2 separate regions of the Mus musculus genome follow, and region 1 is linked to region 2. A link is a contact called in public HiChIP or PLAC-seq data. All regions are on one chromosome and are shown on one strand. Each heading gives the region's core, a stretch centred on a gene start, on an enhancer-like site or on the middle of the called end of the contact. The rest is flanking DNA. Distances are from core to core; before and after follow the strand shown.

Evidence for each region. HiChIP or PLAC-seq counts read pairs in DNA pulled down with a chosen protein or histone mark.
Region 1: an H3K4me3 HiChIP or PLAC-seq map of craniofacial prominence shows a contact between it and region 2, with 2.0 times the contacts expected there. The contact joins two enhancer-like sites. A contact is called at or near these places in 8 of 39 promoter capture datasets (cranial neural crest, embryonic stem cells, liver and 3 more), 14 of 484 Hi-C or Micro-C datasets (the C2C12 cell line, the HPC-7 cell line, cochlea and 6 more) and 7 of 115 datasets of contacts at active chromatin or transcription factors (craniofacial prominence, embryonic midbrain, embryonic stem cells and 3 more).

What each region holds. Positions count from the first base shown.
Region 1 is chr8:121,061,541-121,065,090 of GRCm38.p6, forward strand. Fendrr (Foxf1 adjacent non-coding developmental regulatory RNA) reads right to left here. Exons shown (of 6, transcript NR_045471.2): 4 at 3,288-3,458. Among named protein-coding and RNA genes, the nearest start is that of Fendrr, 20 kb to the right of the region's middle. Within about 2 kb of position 2,266, at least 22 of the 459 cell types and tissues checked have an H3K27ac peak or open chromatin away from gene starts, as enhancers often do. A contact at or near this core is called in craniofacial prominence, where this site is marked.
Region 2 is chr8:120,957,660-120,961,352 of GRCm38.p6, forward strand. No RefSeq gene overlaps it. Among named protein-coding and RNA genes, the nearest start is that of Gm33471, 43 kb to the left of the region's middle. Within about 2 kb of position 1,927, at least 13 of the 459 cell types and tissues checked have an H3K27ac peak or open chromatin away from gene starts, as enhancers often do. A contact at or near this core is called in craniofacial prominence, where this site is marked.

The DNA of each region.
Region 1 (3,550 bases), core at 1,016-3,515, 100 kb after region 2:
CTGAGTCCACCATCTTCCTTGACTTTCAGGTCTTAGGCAAGCCTCGGTCCCAACACCCATACCTACTAGGTGACAAACGCAGCCTATGCACACTGGGCTCTTGGCAGACACCCCTATAATGCACCCCCTTTCCATATTTACCTCACAGAGTGAAGAAGACAGCAGGAGCCTGATCAGGGAAATGAACTCTCTTCCAAAGCCACACAGCTGTATCAGGGCAGGCCGTCAAGCTTTGAGAGTCCCCGGGCAGCATATGCTTTTAGCCACCAAAGTCTATAATCTCCTTCCCTCTCCTAAATAGGAATTCTAGCTAGCCAGCCGGACCTACCCAGTAATACAGCCTTATGGGACCCAGCAAAAGGCACAGGTCAGATAGGCTAGGTGATTCACTCGTGGCAACACAGCCAGGATCTGCATATGTGTCCTTGTAATAAACTATCAAGTTGTCCAAGATAGACAAGGGACCCAGTGCTAGCCACCCTGTCTGCCTCCTCCTGGTCCTGTCCTGGGGATCACAGGGTTTATGGAGGGGTAGTGCTAACCCTGATGCTGAGATTCCTTGAGAGATAAAAAGAAATACATTGTTGTAGATGAGAAAGGCAGCACCTGCTAGCCCTGCCCCGCCCGCTGGTTCCCAGCAAGTCTCACTCCAACAACAGGAGCCACCGAAGGTGGCAGCTATCATTCTGTTACGGTTAATCCCAAAAAGCAGCTCAGAGAATTGCATTAGCTTGCCTGAGGCATATAGCCATAATGGAACAATTCTATTTAAAAAAAAAAATGCTCTGGGGAGCTCTGAAATTCCTATCAAAAATCCAGCCAAAGTCCCTTCATGTTCTTTCCTGTCCCTTCTGGATGGCTGGATGGCTTCTGTAGCCTTATGGGTAGACCTTGAAGGGACTCCACCACTCTGAGCCAGTCCCCAGGCAGCCTGTGCTCCAGAGGGAATATTCTGTACACACACACACACACACAAACACACACACACACCACACACACACACACACACACACACACACACACACACACACACAGAGAGAGAGAGAGAGAGAGAGCAAGAGAGAGAGCTTGAGTGGTTTGGATATTTGGAATAATTTCTGTTCACTAGTGGAGCCAAATAGGGCCAGATGGCAGGGATGCCTGTTGTAAAATGCACTTTTCTTGGGTGGTGAAGCACAGAATGTCAGTCACTGCACTTTGAGGACATCCTCTTCTCTCCCTCCCTCTGTCTTTCCTTCCCAGAAGCCACCATCTTGCCAAGGCTGCAGGGAAGGCTGCCTTCCTCCTGGTCTGGGAACCATTTTGTGTGGGAAACGGAAGCAGCATTTTTGATGAAGGAACGGGACGGAGTAATCGCCAAGCGCGCACAAAATCATTTTCTGTGCTGGGAGCAGCCAGCACGCAGCTTAATTACACAGTGGCCCATGCTCTGCAGAGAGCAATTACACAGTGAAGCTTCTCCAGAGCATGCACAGGCACACACGCATGCACACACAGGTGCACACACAGCATTCACACTTAGGTGGATCCAAGCCTCCTCTCATCCCAAACACCTACCCACACTGCCTTCCTCCCCGCTCCCTCTCTCAGGAGTGTATGTGTCTGTCCCTTTCCAGGGTGCAGGAGTATTTGAATGGGCAACTTCTCACATGGCTGACCCAGAGTCCACAAGGCCATCGGCCTACATTTCTTGCCCCCACATCATCTGTCACCACATGTAAGCCTGGAGCTCCAGGCTGACAGCCTAACTTGTACCTTTCAGGGATCCAGTCATACTGCCTACCCATGCCTGATCCTTCTCCTACAAGGAAATAACTTCCTAACAGAGATGTTTGTTAGTGCTCTGTTCTACCTATTTACAGGGAATACACAAACACACAGCTCTCTGTCCCCAGCAAACACATGTATATGCACACACATACACACATTTGCATATGCATGTATATACACACATGTATACACATGTACATATGTACACATACCCGCACACATACACATGCACACACATACGTGAACATACACTTATACACACATATATGCACACACATCCACACACATGTTCACATACATATATGCACACATGTGCACATACACACATGTGCACATACATGCATACACACACATGTGCGCATACATACATGCACACATGTGTACATGCCTACACATGTGCACGTGGAAGACCGGACATGTGCCCAGAAGCGCATGCGGCTGGGGTCCCGCCCACCCCGTCAGCTCCTCTGAAAGGCCCCTTTGTGACAGGAGGGCTCTGACCCCACACAATGCCCTCTTGTCCACTGGCTTCCAGAGAAGGAAGGGAGTAATTTCGCAGCGGTTTCCCCAGCGCTGAATTCTGCCGGAGACTCACGTTTCCCAGACTGATCTGCAGCACAGACTCTCTCCCCAAGGAGACCCAGCCTGTGCCTGGAGAAAGCCAGCAGGGTGGAACACAGGAATTCAGAGCCATCCTCCCCGGATGCTGCAAAGTTGGACTGGGCTGTGGCCATACTCTGGCGGGCCACTGGAAACAAGGTACCCAGAAGAAAAACCCAGCCTGGCAAGCCAGGCAGGGCCGTTCTTCCTGTGATTTGAAAGGAAAGCTCTGCGTGTTTGGGAGGCCGATTGAACTCTGGATGCTCTGGGGTAGGAACAGATCTCTTCTCCTCGCTGAAGTGTCAATCACAGAAACTTTATCCACACTACTGCTTACAGGTGCCACCTGGGGACGGACCACACTCTCACCGTGGGACTTGCAGTCAATTTCTCTAGAACTCCTACCTTGCCCCAGCATTGCCCCCTCCCCAAAGATGTCACTCAGCCCCAAGACTCAGCTGAGGGCTGATTTGTGTTGAATCCAGCAGGAAGAAAGTTTGGGTTTTTGTGCTGGCTTTGGGTAAGCCTGAAGCCAACCTACAGCTGATTGGAATAAACAAAGCTGGCATTCGGGAAATTCTTTCCACGATTCTCCTGAGTTTGCAACAGGAGTGACTTCTCAAAACGTTCCAGAGAGGGGACCCTGAGACCAAACTCTCCTCCGAGTAAGGAGATCTGCATCCTGCTCCTGCTTGAAGATGGGCAGACACTCCCTGGGCTGCCAGCACAGCGTGACACAGAGCAGTGACATCCTGAGATGCCATAGAGCCATAGAGAATCACCTGTCTGACTGCCACTTCTCCATGTAATGGCTGTGTGACTCTCAGTAAGTTCCTGTATCAGGGACCCCATTTTCTCATATCTAAGCAGTATGTGTAACTACAGCCCGGGGTATACATAAGGAAGTTAATACTTACAGTGGATGGAGACTACTGATGCATAATAAATGTCCGGCATGTCACTGTGGCTGTCTTCATCCTCTACACACATGTGATGGCCCCATTATAACCACACGGGCAGGGCACAGCTCTACCAGGAGGGCACAAAGACCAGTGGTGGAGGTTGGGACTCACCATGCAAATTTGGACCTGGAGGATGTCAACACAAACTCTAATTAACAACACATCTGAGTGCACTGGTTGAAGAGTCTCAGGCCAGGCATGATGGCCGACACTGGCCT
Region 2 (3,693 bases), core at 677-3,176:
AGCTTCTGAGATGTCCCAGCCTGGTGACCCTGCATCTCTCACCTCCTGGCTGCCTTGAGACCAAATAGGATGCAAACTGGAACAATTCCTCCATTCTGGACCACTTGTCCTGAGCATCTGGGAGTGCTGTCCCCTGCTTACCACCAGCTACTGTCATCTGTGAATGGCAACAAGCAGGAAAGAGATGGAACTGGTACCTGACAGAGTTGGGGTAGGGGACACTCCAGGGACAGATCAACCCAGGAGGACCCACCCTTGTCCCTGGAAGGTTTAAGAGCCATTAAGATAAAATCAAGAGACTCATTGGAATCTACCACCAACCCCAAGATGTCAGGGTTGTATAGCATGAGACTACACAGATAGAGAAACTGAGGCCCAGAGAGGGAGGAGGTGTGCCTGCCTGGTGATACCTATTTAGGTCTTCAGCTCCTGGTGTGGCCAACAAGAGTATGAAGCCAAGGGAGGGAGGGAGGGAGGGACTCTGCATGGGACTCGAACCAGTGAACTGGCAGGAGAGCATGGGAAGGAGGCACTGAGCTACTGAGTCTTAGGCACAGTGAGTCTGAACACGGTGATACCAGTGTGTGGCTTTCTTTCCCGGCACATGCTCTTTTGAGTCAGGGAACTCACTGTGTATTTTGAGGCTGGCCTTGAACTCACACAGAGCCTTCTGCCTCTGCCTCCTGCCTCCTGCATGCACCATCATGTCCAGCTTCCTCATGTGACTTCAGGGGAAATAAAATACAAATAAGTGCCATCACAGAATAACACACCCCTCTGTGCCAGCTAGATTGGGGGTGATTTCACATCCAAGAGGGAAGACCCATTGGCTTCCAGCTAGCTGGAAAAGAGGCTATGTCCCCAAAGACCTGACTTCGGTGACCTGAGATTCTACTCTGATCCATTTCCCGTGGCTATAACCTGTCACAGAAGACTGAATGACTCTGAAGACAAAGTCACTTTGCTCTTGGAAGGACATGAGCAGGTGGCACTTCCTGTGTACCTGTTGGGCCTGGCATAGTGTCAAAGAGTGGCCTGAGGCATTGACTGTGAGACAGAGCTGGTGGCACTTTGGTGTATCTGCTGGGCCTGGCATAGAGTCAGAAAGTAGCTTGGGGCATTACAAGACAGCAGCAGGGGCCCTCAAGTCTTTCACTCCACTCTTACAGACCTACGGGCTCTACCCTGGGGTCTCCCCGGGAGCTCCTCTAATCCTAATGTGCTCTCTCTCAGCCCCATCTCCTTATACCATCTCTTGTAAGCTGGATATCCAGGTTTTCAACACATGAACGTCACAGTTATTCAGACAGCCAGGCTTTAGCAGAGGCATCCTTCTCCCTGGGGTTTTTATTAAAGATTCTTCCACTGGGTCTCCAAAGAACCTTCACTGACATCTTAATTACTGGGAAACAAGTGACAGGAGGCGTGGCCCTGAGAACTTAGCCTCCTCATTAGGAGAGTGTCAGAGAGGGGACAGTGAGTAAGAGCCAGACTCCCAGCTTCATGTTTCTGTTGCTCAGAACATTGCTATCCAGCATCCTTCAGCTGCCAGGTCGTGGGTACCAGCCCTGTCCCCAGCATGCTCCTGGCGGGCCCTTGCCTCTCAACACTCACACCCCAGAACCCTGGGAACTTCCCGATAGGAATGGCTGTGTGAAGGAGCAACATCAGGCTTTCAAGGAAAACAGAGGAAGAGGCAAACTGAGACCCAGTAGGCAGAACACAGGGCCAGCCCTTGTGCCCAGTCAAATAGCTGTACACTCTGTCCTCCTGCTGAGGAACAGTCCTGTAGCGTGACTGGGACTTGGATCCCGCCTGTGACATCATAGCCTGGATCCTGTGCCTGCTCTGATGGCCCTGGGGACACCATCAGCCTCTGACGGAGGTGGAGGTCTGTCACAGCACAACAACACGGGTCTGTGAGTCTCCAAGGCGGTCACCCCTCACTGGAGGTAACAAGAGAAGGGCGGCCCCACTGAGTGACCTTTCACCTCCTCTTTGCTAAATGGTCCTAATTATTGCATTTGTCTGTCATTTGAGCCACAAATGATCCATTCAGGTCACCGAAGGGGAGCAGGCCTTCCAGCCCCTGTCTGGGAGCTCTGCTAATTGTGCCCTGCAGGCAGCTTCGCCTGGCAGCTCAACCCATTTCTGGTAACAGACTTCACAGTACATGCATCCCCCATTGCCGGGACAGTGGTCCTGGGCATTGCTCAGTGAAGCCCTTGGCACCATGGCTGAACCCCCCCAACCCTGCTTCTCCTTCTGTCCCTGACTGGGGAACTAGGAACTTTTTCTCTGCAGCAGGACCAGCTGCCCACTGTCCCTCCAGTGACTATCTTGCCAGTGGTGGCAGATGACACCGTCACGGGAGACCCCCATCTCCCTCAGTGAACACAGAACCCAGTTCCCAGCCTGAGCAGCAAGGCGGGGCCATGTGACCACTGTTGGCCAATGAAGTGTGAGCCACGATGTCAGAAGCCATCTCCTGCTCCTCCACACCTGTCCTCTTTGGGTGACAGAGCCTAAGTGCTTGGATTGAGAGCTGCTGTGCAGAAGATAGCTGGTTCCTTAGGGACTTGGATTTCCAAGTTTTCTCTTAGGAGGCTCTGACTTCCCAACCTCCTTTGCAGCTAGGGTTGACCCCTGTCTCGGGAGTAACAGTGTCAGGCAGGGCATCCAGAAAACCTCCTCACAGAAACACGCAAGTGCTTCCTCCCAGTGTCTGGACTGTAAATATAATTGTCAGAACTCTGGCAGCCATTTTGAGCTCCAAGGGCTGAGGATGATGAGGGTGGAGGTGGCTCAGCGGTTAAGAGCACTGACTTCTCTTCCAGAGGTCCTGAGTTCAAATCCCAGCAACTACATGGTGGCTTACAACCATCTGTAATGAGATCGGGTGCCCTCTTTTGGTGTGTCTGAAGACAGTTACAGTGTACTTACGTATAATAAATAAAGTAATCTTTTTTTTTTTAAAGTATGTTTGAGTCTTTGCGCTTCCTGAACTCCAAACTGTTTTACAAAAGAGAAGCTAACCTGTGCTGAAACCATACTTTGTACCTGGTTTTCTGTATAATCCATTGGCTGCTACCTGTGTGATAATTTAGGAACGCCAGGAGCAGAAGCAAACCCAGCCACGCACACTGGGCAGAGCCTTGCCGTCCTGGGACCTTAGGGGTATTTGTTTACTGGTCACCTGTACCCCATCCTCTGCTGGTACCAGATATAAGGAGGACGAATTCAGGCACGCGTTCCTGACTTAAGCCGTATCCTCTTCCCATAAATCACCTCAGAGCTTCCTCGTAGGAAAGGCAAAGGGGGCATAAATCAAAACCACGTACACAATTTGCCATGAGAGGGGCGGGGGAGACTAAATATGGAAAATAGAAAAGATGGCTGGGTACAGACACATTCCATCCTAGCACCGACGCCCGAGCAGGAGTCCTTCTTTCTACACAGCAGGTGCCACTCTGAACACTATCTCCAGGACATCAAGCCCCTCTCCTGACTTCTTCTGACTGCGTCCCTGAGATGAAGAGAGCTCTGTGGCAGGTGAGAACTGCCTTTCAATGGTCTCAATGGAGGACAGGGATAGGCGTGTGTGTGTGTGTGTGTGTGCACGTGCTTAAGTATATGCATGTATGCCCTTGTATTACATGAGTGCCTGGTACCCACAGAGGCCAGAAGAGTGTG